Regions from separate parts of the Mus musculus genome. Here region 1 is linked to region 2. The links are chromatin contacts, called in public HiChIP or PLAC-seq maps. All regions are on one chromosome and are shown on one strand. Each heading gives the region's core, a stretch centred on a gene start, on an enhancer-like site or on the middle of the called end of the contact. The rest is flanking DNA. Distances are from core to core; before and after follow the strand shown. Region 1 overlaps Ptprk (protein tyrosine phosphatase, receptor type, K). Region 2 overlaps Lama2 (laminin, alpha 2).

What was found. HiChIP or PLAC-seq counts read pairs in DNA pulled down with a chosen protein or histone mark.
Region 1: a contact with region 2 is called in an H3K27ac HiChIP or PLAC-seq map of embryonic fibroblasts, with 16 times the contacts expected there. The contact joins two enhancer-like sites. A contact is called at or near these places in 10 of 39 promoter capture datasets (the 3T3-L1 cell line, 3T3-L1-derived adipocytes, the SN4741 cell line and 6 more), 2 of 484 Hi-C or Micro-C datasets (cerebral cortex and embryonic fibroblasts) and 4 of 115 datasets of contacts at active chromatin or transcription factors (embryonic fibroblasts, embryonic forebrain, embryonic limb bud and 1 more).

Annotation. Positions count from the first base shown.
Region 1 is chr10:28,085,908-28,089,756 of GRCm38.p6, reverse strand. All of the region lies in intron 1 of Ptprk (protein tyrosine phosphatase, receptor type, K), which reads right to left. Among named protein-coding and RNA genes, the nearest start is that of Ptprk, 13 kb to the right of the region's middle. Within about 2 kb of position 2,221, at least 67 of the 459 cell types and tissues checked have an H3K27ac peak or open chromatin away from gene starts, as enhancers often do. A contact at or near this core is called in embryonic fibroblasts, where this site is marked.
Region 2 is chr10:27,116,038-27,120,078 of GRCm38.p6, reverse strand. Lama2 (laminin, alpha 2) reads left to right here. Exons shown (of 65, transcript NM_008481.2): 36 at 9-171; 37 at 1,390-1,600. Among named protein-coding and RNA genes, the nearest start is that of Gm40618, 140 kb to the right of the region's middle. Within about 2 kb of position 2,063, at least 43 of the 459 cell types and tissues checked have an H3K27ac peak or open chromatin away from gene starts, as enhancers often do. A contact at or near this core is called in embryonic fibroblasts, where this site is marked.

The DNA of each region.
Region 1 (3,849 bases), core at 972-3,471, 970 kb before region 2:
CACAGCGTCTGGCCTGCTTAAGAAAGTGTAAATGTTCCTACCAAGGTCTTAGAAAGAACCCTAAAATTGAATATTTCTCTGGAATCCCATCATATCACTCATTACTTTTACTGTTCTGTTTTGAAGTATTTCTTTTAAATGTGCTTGTTAATTTTCCCAATGACTCATCCTAAGATCCTGATTCTGAAGCTGGGGTGATGGCTCAGCATCTAAGAGTACCTGTGCTCTTCAAACAGACCCACAACCACTTACAACTCTAGCTCCAGGGCGATCCAAACTCCCTCTTCTTAACTCCACAGGCATCTACTCACACACAAAGATGCACATACACAACAGTGAATCAATGGTTTGTTAATTTTGCAAGGCTCTCAGCCTCCAGAACTGGTGTAAATTTGTCTCTTTTCATAAACATTGAGTTATGAGTTATGGTTCGTACAGTGATTTCTGTACTCTAGCAGCACATGGCCTGGATGTTGGGTTTAGTTCAGGTCATCTACTCTGCTGCTTATTTAAAAGTTTAAAAAGGAAAAAAAAAAAAAAAAAAAGCTGCAGCCTCAGGTTTTGAAAACGAACAGCAAGGGATTAGTTACTCAGCAAACATGAGTTAAGTTAGTCCAACGGTACGGAGGACAAGAGAAACAGTTACAGTGAATAGATGTTATTAATGCGCCAGATACAACTTTAAGCACTTAAACTCAATGTTCCTCAAACACATATCTGTAACAGATACCCTGATTTCCCCAGTATGCAAATAAGAAAACTAACGGCAAGTGACTGAAGGAAAGATCAAGAAAGTGTCACAGCCCATCCTTAACCGTGTGTAGAGCAGCCCAGTGCCTGTGCATCCCCACATTATCATCCACACTGCACTGAAGCCAGTGTTAGTGTGTTTGCCTAGTTAAGACATGGACACTGAAAGGACCCAGATATAGCTGTCTCTTGTGAGGCTATGCCAGTGCCTGGCAAACACAGAAGTGGATGCTCACAATCAGCTATTGGATGGAACACAGGGCCCCCAATGGAGGAGCTAGAGAAAGTACTAAAGGATCAGAAGGGGTCTGCAATCCTATAGGTGGAACAACAATATGAACTAACCAGAACCCCCAGAGCTCGTGTCTCTAGCTGCATATGTAGCAGAAGAAGGCCTAGTCGGCCATCATTGGGTCTTTATATGCCCCAGTACAGGGGAACACCAGGGCCAAGAAGTGGGAGTGGGTGGGTAGGGAAGCAGGGTGGGGGGAGGGTATAGGGGACTTTCAGGATAACATTTGAAATGTAAATGAAGAAAATACCTAATAAAAAATTGGAAAAAGTTAAAAAAATGAAAAAAAAAAAAAGAAATGGACACAGGGTATTGATGACATAGTTAAAAAGGATTGGTTTTCTATGCTTGTGTTTTTTGTGTGTATGTCTATGCAATTTGGAAATTTGGGTTTTGCTTAGAAAACATTTACACATCACTAAATTGCTTTTCTCCTAAGTTCACAAATAGCAGATCACGCAGGTCTCACTGAAGAAAGAAATTCCAGGATCTCTATTTCCCATTTAAAACAACGTGTGTCTGAATATGAATACCAAAAGCACCATCACAATGGATGGCCAGGCGTGCTCAGTTTCTGGGATACAGATGCTAGCTGGGGAGTTAGAGGGTAGATAGAGGTCTTCTTCAGCCTGCCTTAATTCCTAGCTGACAGGAATGAAAGGTGACATAGAGAAAGCCTCTCCAGGCCCTGGGAGTCCAGGTTACAAAAGCCATTGGTAACAGATATAAACCCAGCCCAAACCCCAGGAACTCTGCCTATGAATGCTCGGGATGTAAATGTGCCATTGTGTACACTGTGGTGAAAGCCTATGCTAAAGGCCCTTTCTTACCTGTATCTGCCTCCCACAGGAGAGTCGTCCCTGCCAGCCTCTAGAAAACAAAGGTGCTCTCCTGTCCAAGAACTTTGTTAGACTTTTCGGGTTACTCAACTTTGGGGAAATTCCACAAGGTGGAATTTTACTATCATGAAGGCATTTTTTTTCCACCTTGATTCTCCTTCTGCAGCCTTTTGCTTTTGACCGGGAGGGGTTAGTCTCAAGGACAGGAGACTCGAATTATCCTAGGCAAGTTCTGAAGTGGGTCAGCAACTTGTGAAAGGCAGCCTGAACCCTGAGACTTGCCAAATCATGGATGTACGGTCAGTTACAAAACTGCCTTAGGCTGTACTATGAATCATTAGGCACGAAGCTCTACAAACACGGCCACTCCTGTGGCAAACATCTGCTCCCCAAGCTCCAGGACAAGGCCTTGCTTACCAGCGTACTTGTGACCTAGCCTGGAACTGACCCCTAGCAAATGGTCAAGATATAAGGAAGAGAATTAGTAAAGGTGTCATTAGAAAAGCCAGCTTAGATGGAAAAGGCTGAGTTTTGGTTTGGTTTTTTTGTTTGCATTTTTGATTTCTGGGTTTTTTTTTTTAAGGGGGTTTTGGTTTGGTTTGGTTTGAATACAGGGTTTCATGTACTCCTGGCTGGCCTTGAGCTTGCTGTGTTAAAAAATGACCTTAAACGCCTGATCTCCCTGTGGCCACCTTCCCAGTGCTGGGACATCAAGAGTGACCATCACACCCAGTTTTATGGGGTGTTTGGGATCAAACTCGAGGCTTTGTATGCATGCTAGGCAGGCACTCTACTAAAGGAGCTACAGCCTCATTCCCAGAAAGAGTATTTTCTAAGTCTTCGTAACTATCCAAAAGAAAAATACTTCCACATGCAATATGTCACACATGATCGTAATTAGAACATATGCTTACCCATGTTCAATAGGACTATCTTATACAGTATTTACTGGCATAGCTAGAAAACTTATTTCTAGGTATTTGGTAGCATTTATATGTATGTGAAAATGAAATGGGGGGAGCTACACTGGGTGATACATAACAGCAGAATTTCCAATTGTTCACAAGAACCATATAAACTCTTATTTATCATAGCAGTTTCCCTGGCATTTACATAGGCACTGCATAACTCAGACATGAATATATATAAAGCATCTACGGGTCCTCATTTTCATTCTCCAGCAGATCCACTTCCTATGCCTTCAACAGCAATTTATTTATCACCAAAGTTTACATCCCTAACTGCATTTGCATTTTATGTGAGTTTACAATTATAGGAGAATTTTCACATACATTGCTCATCTCTTCTTTAAAGATGTCTGGCTAAATAACGAGAGAAGACATTAAAATCACTCTTCATTGTAATATGTCACAGTACTGTACAGAAATGAAGGATTAAATAGAAAGGAATTATGACTGAGGCTCAGAAAGTTACACTTCCCCCCTTACTACAGGCCCAGTGCTCTGCGCCCAATATCCAAGGCCTTTTGTTGCCGTAATTGAGGTCTCTGCAAACTTTTCTCCACAGATATTCATTCCTGAGTGGTGCTGGAGTGGTGGCTCCCGTCTGGACAGACTACACCAGGCCAAAGCAGTTCCACGTGACAGAGGTTTATTGGAGACAAAGAGTGGAAAGAGAGATAGACAAAGGAAAAAGGGGTCTAAAGTGAGGAAGGATCTGCCTTGTATTAAGGCTGTGACATAACCTGCAGGTAGGTGTGAGAAGTGGACTCTGGGAAGGTATGCAGTTGTCACCTATGTGTGACATTCCTGAGTTTGGAGCCGATCTGCCAAACTGGTTCTTGATACCAACAAAGAGCATCTAAATGTGACTTTAGGTAAAGCAGTAAACATGAGCAATTGGCTACGACCTAGACAAATGGTTCCAGGAAATGTGACAAACTTCATTAATTCAGACCCAGTTAACACAAGACCCAGTTAACTCTCGTGCTGACAAAAAAAAAGAGAG
Region 2 (4,041 bases), core at 814-3,313:
CCCCATAGCCATAAATGAAAAAGCTGTACAACTAAATGAAACCTTAGGAAATCAAGATAAGACAGCAGAGAGAAACTTGGAGGAGCTTCAAAAGGAAATCGACCGGATGCTGAAGGAACTGAGAAGTAAAGATCTTCAAACACAGAAGGAAGTTGCTGAGGATGAGCTCGTGTGAGTAGACATTCGGGGGGCTTTTCACTTGACAAGTGAACGGCATTATTATGTCTCCTAAGTTCTGTCCCACAGGTGAGCGGAGCACAGTTTTTCATGTCTTCAATTACCCCTACATACTTTGCTTTAAAATCAACTAAAATCATGTTTGCCTATATATAAAATAATAAGTAACTGAACGTTGGAGTGTTATTTTTTATAACTAGGCTGATGGGCTTGCTTTGTCTGTTATTGGTGTTAGAAATGTTTGAACTATCAATAAGCTCAGAAGACTGGAGATATGACTTGCTTCTTAGTGGTGGCTTGCTTTACATGCACAATATCTGATTTTGATCCCCAACACTATGTAAAGTGGACAGGATGACACACCTACAAACCCTACACTTTTAAGATAAAGGCAGGAAAATCCAAAGTTCAGGATCATCCTTGGCCACAGAACAAGTCCAAGGCCAACTTAATATATATTAAACACTGTCTCATTGGAGGAGAAGGAGGAGGAAGAGGAGGGGAAAAGGAGGAGGAGGAGAAAAGGAGGAGGAGGAGAAGGGAATAGCAGAAGAAGAAAAGAGGAAAAGGGAGACAGGAAATAGGAGGGAGAGGAGGAGAATGAAGGAGGGAAAGACGAGGAGGACATGACCACCCACTTTAATAAATGACAAATAAATCACATTCAATGCCATCATTATTTACCATTATAGAAAATTCTGGTAAGTTAAGTCAAGGACTTCTCAGACTGCTGAGTTGCAAGAAAAAATAGAGAAGATCAAAATTATGGCATTAGGCTAGGTTGACAAGAACATGATAGTTCTATCTTAGAGTTGCTAAGCAATCATGTCAACAGCCCCATATTGGCTAAGGAAGTATCTCATTGTGATGGGCCAACCGGTGTCTTGATCTCTTTACTTTTGCATATACAGCGAGACATAAATTTTTCCATTATCAGTCATAGTGTGACTATGGCACAAGCCCCCCAAACAATTTTTTTTAAATGTAAGTTTACTAATAAACTGAACAAGTATCTTTCAATTTTAATAAAAATTTCTGCCACAATTAGATATCAATTCACCTTGACAAGCATTGTGAATCTGTTGGCATGTATTCCTATATTTTTAACTTTTTAATGTTAGCATCTCCTTGTAACTTAGCTTAATATTAAAAAAAAAGTCTTAAGATGAGCAGTGACGTTATTTTGTACTCTTGGGATGTGGGTATTTGCAGGGCAGCAGAAGGCCTTCTGAAGAGAGTAAACAAGCTGTTTGGAGAGCCCAGAGCCCAGAATGAAGATATGGAAAAGGATCTCCAGCAGAAACTGGCAGAGTACAAGAACAAACTTGATGATGCTTGGGATCTATTGAGAGAAGCCACTGATAAAACTCGAGATGCTAATCGTTTGTCTGCTGCCAATCAAAAAAACATGACCATACTGGAGGTGAGAGCTAGGGGTCTTCTCATCACTGTCTTGGAATGGGGAGCAGGTTGAACATGTCTGGAGTAGTAAAGTTGATATATGTTTCAAAGGACAAAACTATGACTCTGTAAGGTCTTCTAAGAAACAAAACTGTCTGTCTGTCTGTCTGTCTGTCTGTCTCTCTCTCTCTCTCTCTCTCTCTCTCTCTATCTCTGTGTGTGTGTGTGTGTCTGTGTGTCTGTGTCTGTGTGTCTGCCTGCCTGCCTATCTGTCTTTCCATGTGTCTATGTGTCCTTAATGGCCATCTCCTACTGAGTCAATTACACGTAGATCACTCAGAGTATGGAAAGTTTCTTTTAACAACTGGCATGGAAAAAGCTCATCTCTGAGAGATGGGGAATCTCATGTCAGTGCCACCTAGAAACCCAGATGGGGTCAATCCATTCCCCAGTCTATAGTGAGTCATTATAATGGAACTTGCACAAAGGATGACTCAATCCCTGTGCCACACAGTTTGTGATTTACTTTCCTATTCCACAAGCTGAGTACAGAGACCTGGTTGCCAGGAACCAGTGCAGTTCCCTTTGCATATAAGGAAGCTGACCTTATGAGAACCCAGATAGACCGGACCTAGGGGACCTTCCTTACCTTCTTCTCTGGAAGAAGTTTATGGACGAGACATTTTCAAAGGGACAAATGTGACCAAGTCTGGTTTATTTCCCTTTCTTTTCTTCGCATAGAGCAGTCACCATTTCTCAGAGTGTTGCTGAGCTTAAAATAAAAATAGGTTATTCTCACCACCTCTTCCTCCCTCTCTCCCTCCTTTCCTTCCTCCATCTCTTCCTCCCTCCTTTCCCCCTCCATTTCTTTTTTCTCTCTCTTATTGTTTTCAGTCTGTTCCATGATCATAACATAGTTAATGCTTAGGTTCTCTGAAACTATATTTAGTGTACACAATTTATTTTGCATTTAAACACCTTCCTCTCCATCTACAGCCCACCTCTTTCTGTTGACTTCTGTGGAAACCCACAGCTCTACTAATGTAGAATTTCGCAATAATTCAATAGCCCAGCATTGCACAAGTTCTCTAAATGTTTTTTGAATGTCACTGACAGAGAACTAAATAACCACACATTTTAGTTTTTGCTCTTTTATTTGATCTGTTTTCATTTAGGTCTAAGGACAATCAATTAAGAGGAAATTGGAGAAGACATTCTCTGATCTGGGATTTAGCCTTATCACAGTGGTAGAAAGCTGAGGTAGAGGGCTTTCACTCTAAGTCATAACCAGTCTTAACCAATCTGGGACCACTGACACACTAGCTATAGTCAAGAGAAAGCACTGTCTGGAGAGGCAGGAAGTGCGAAGGCTGTGCTACCACAGGCTGTGTCATGACACACTCAGACCTGTGACACCCCAGTGCAGTAACATATGCAGAATTAGCTCTCCACTTTATGGCAACAGTTTAAGAAATTATAATTCCCTGTGTGGAAAGCAGACTAGGTATTTGAGAATTATTTTGAGAGGAGTTATAATGGCACACTGAGTAGGAATGTCAGCTCCTCCTCACATCAGCAATGAGTAAAATCCAGAACTTTACTTCTCAGACACTATGGGAGAGGCTTGGAGCCTATGTAGTCAGCCCTGGAGTTCCAAGTCCTCATTTTAGTATTTTTATCTCAGATGCTGTGCTTAGCTAAAGGCGTATTTAAATACTTGCTGGATAAAAGAAGTAAATAGTGTAAATGATCACAAATAAATTATGTGTAATGTAGGCTGGCAGGGCTACTAAGATTGATGCTAGACTAGCCTTTAAAAATTGTCACCTTGGGCCATTTGAGATTGCTCAGCGGGAAAGAGCCCTTATACCCAAGCCTCATAAACTGAGTCTAATTTCTAGAGCTCTTGTGGTAGAAGGAGAGGGCTGACTCTATGCCCTTTGACCTTTGCATGCATATTTACACACATATACATGCGTACAGAAACACACACACATAAACACAAACTCATACACACACAGACATAAACACAGACACACATAGACATAAACACACACACACACACACTGTATAACAAAAGTGTTCACTATACAGAGTATATCCATAGTCTTTGGACTCCCCTGAAGAATCTACACAGGCTTTTCTAGGATGTTACCTGGTAGCCATAGCCTAAGATTCCTTGGATTCATTTACTAGCCACACAGATTTGAAAACAGTGGCTTTGTATATTATGTATAGTGAGTTTAATAATGATGTGGCTTTAAGCATCCATTAAAGTGATATTAAGATCCAGATCAAATGGATAGTTATTTATTTTTTTAAGGTGGTCAGCTAGTAGCCTTGTTTTTAAAAAGTATCCTCTAAATCTGGGAGTGGAGGCACACACCGGTGATGTCTGATCCTGAGTGGCAGAAGCAGAGGATAAGTTCCAAACTCTGCTGGCTAATGCATATCAAGACCCTA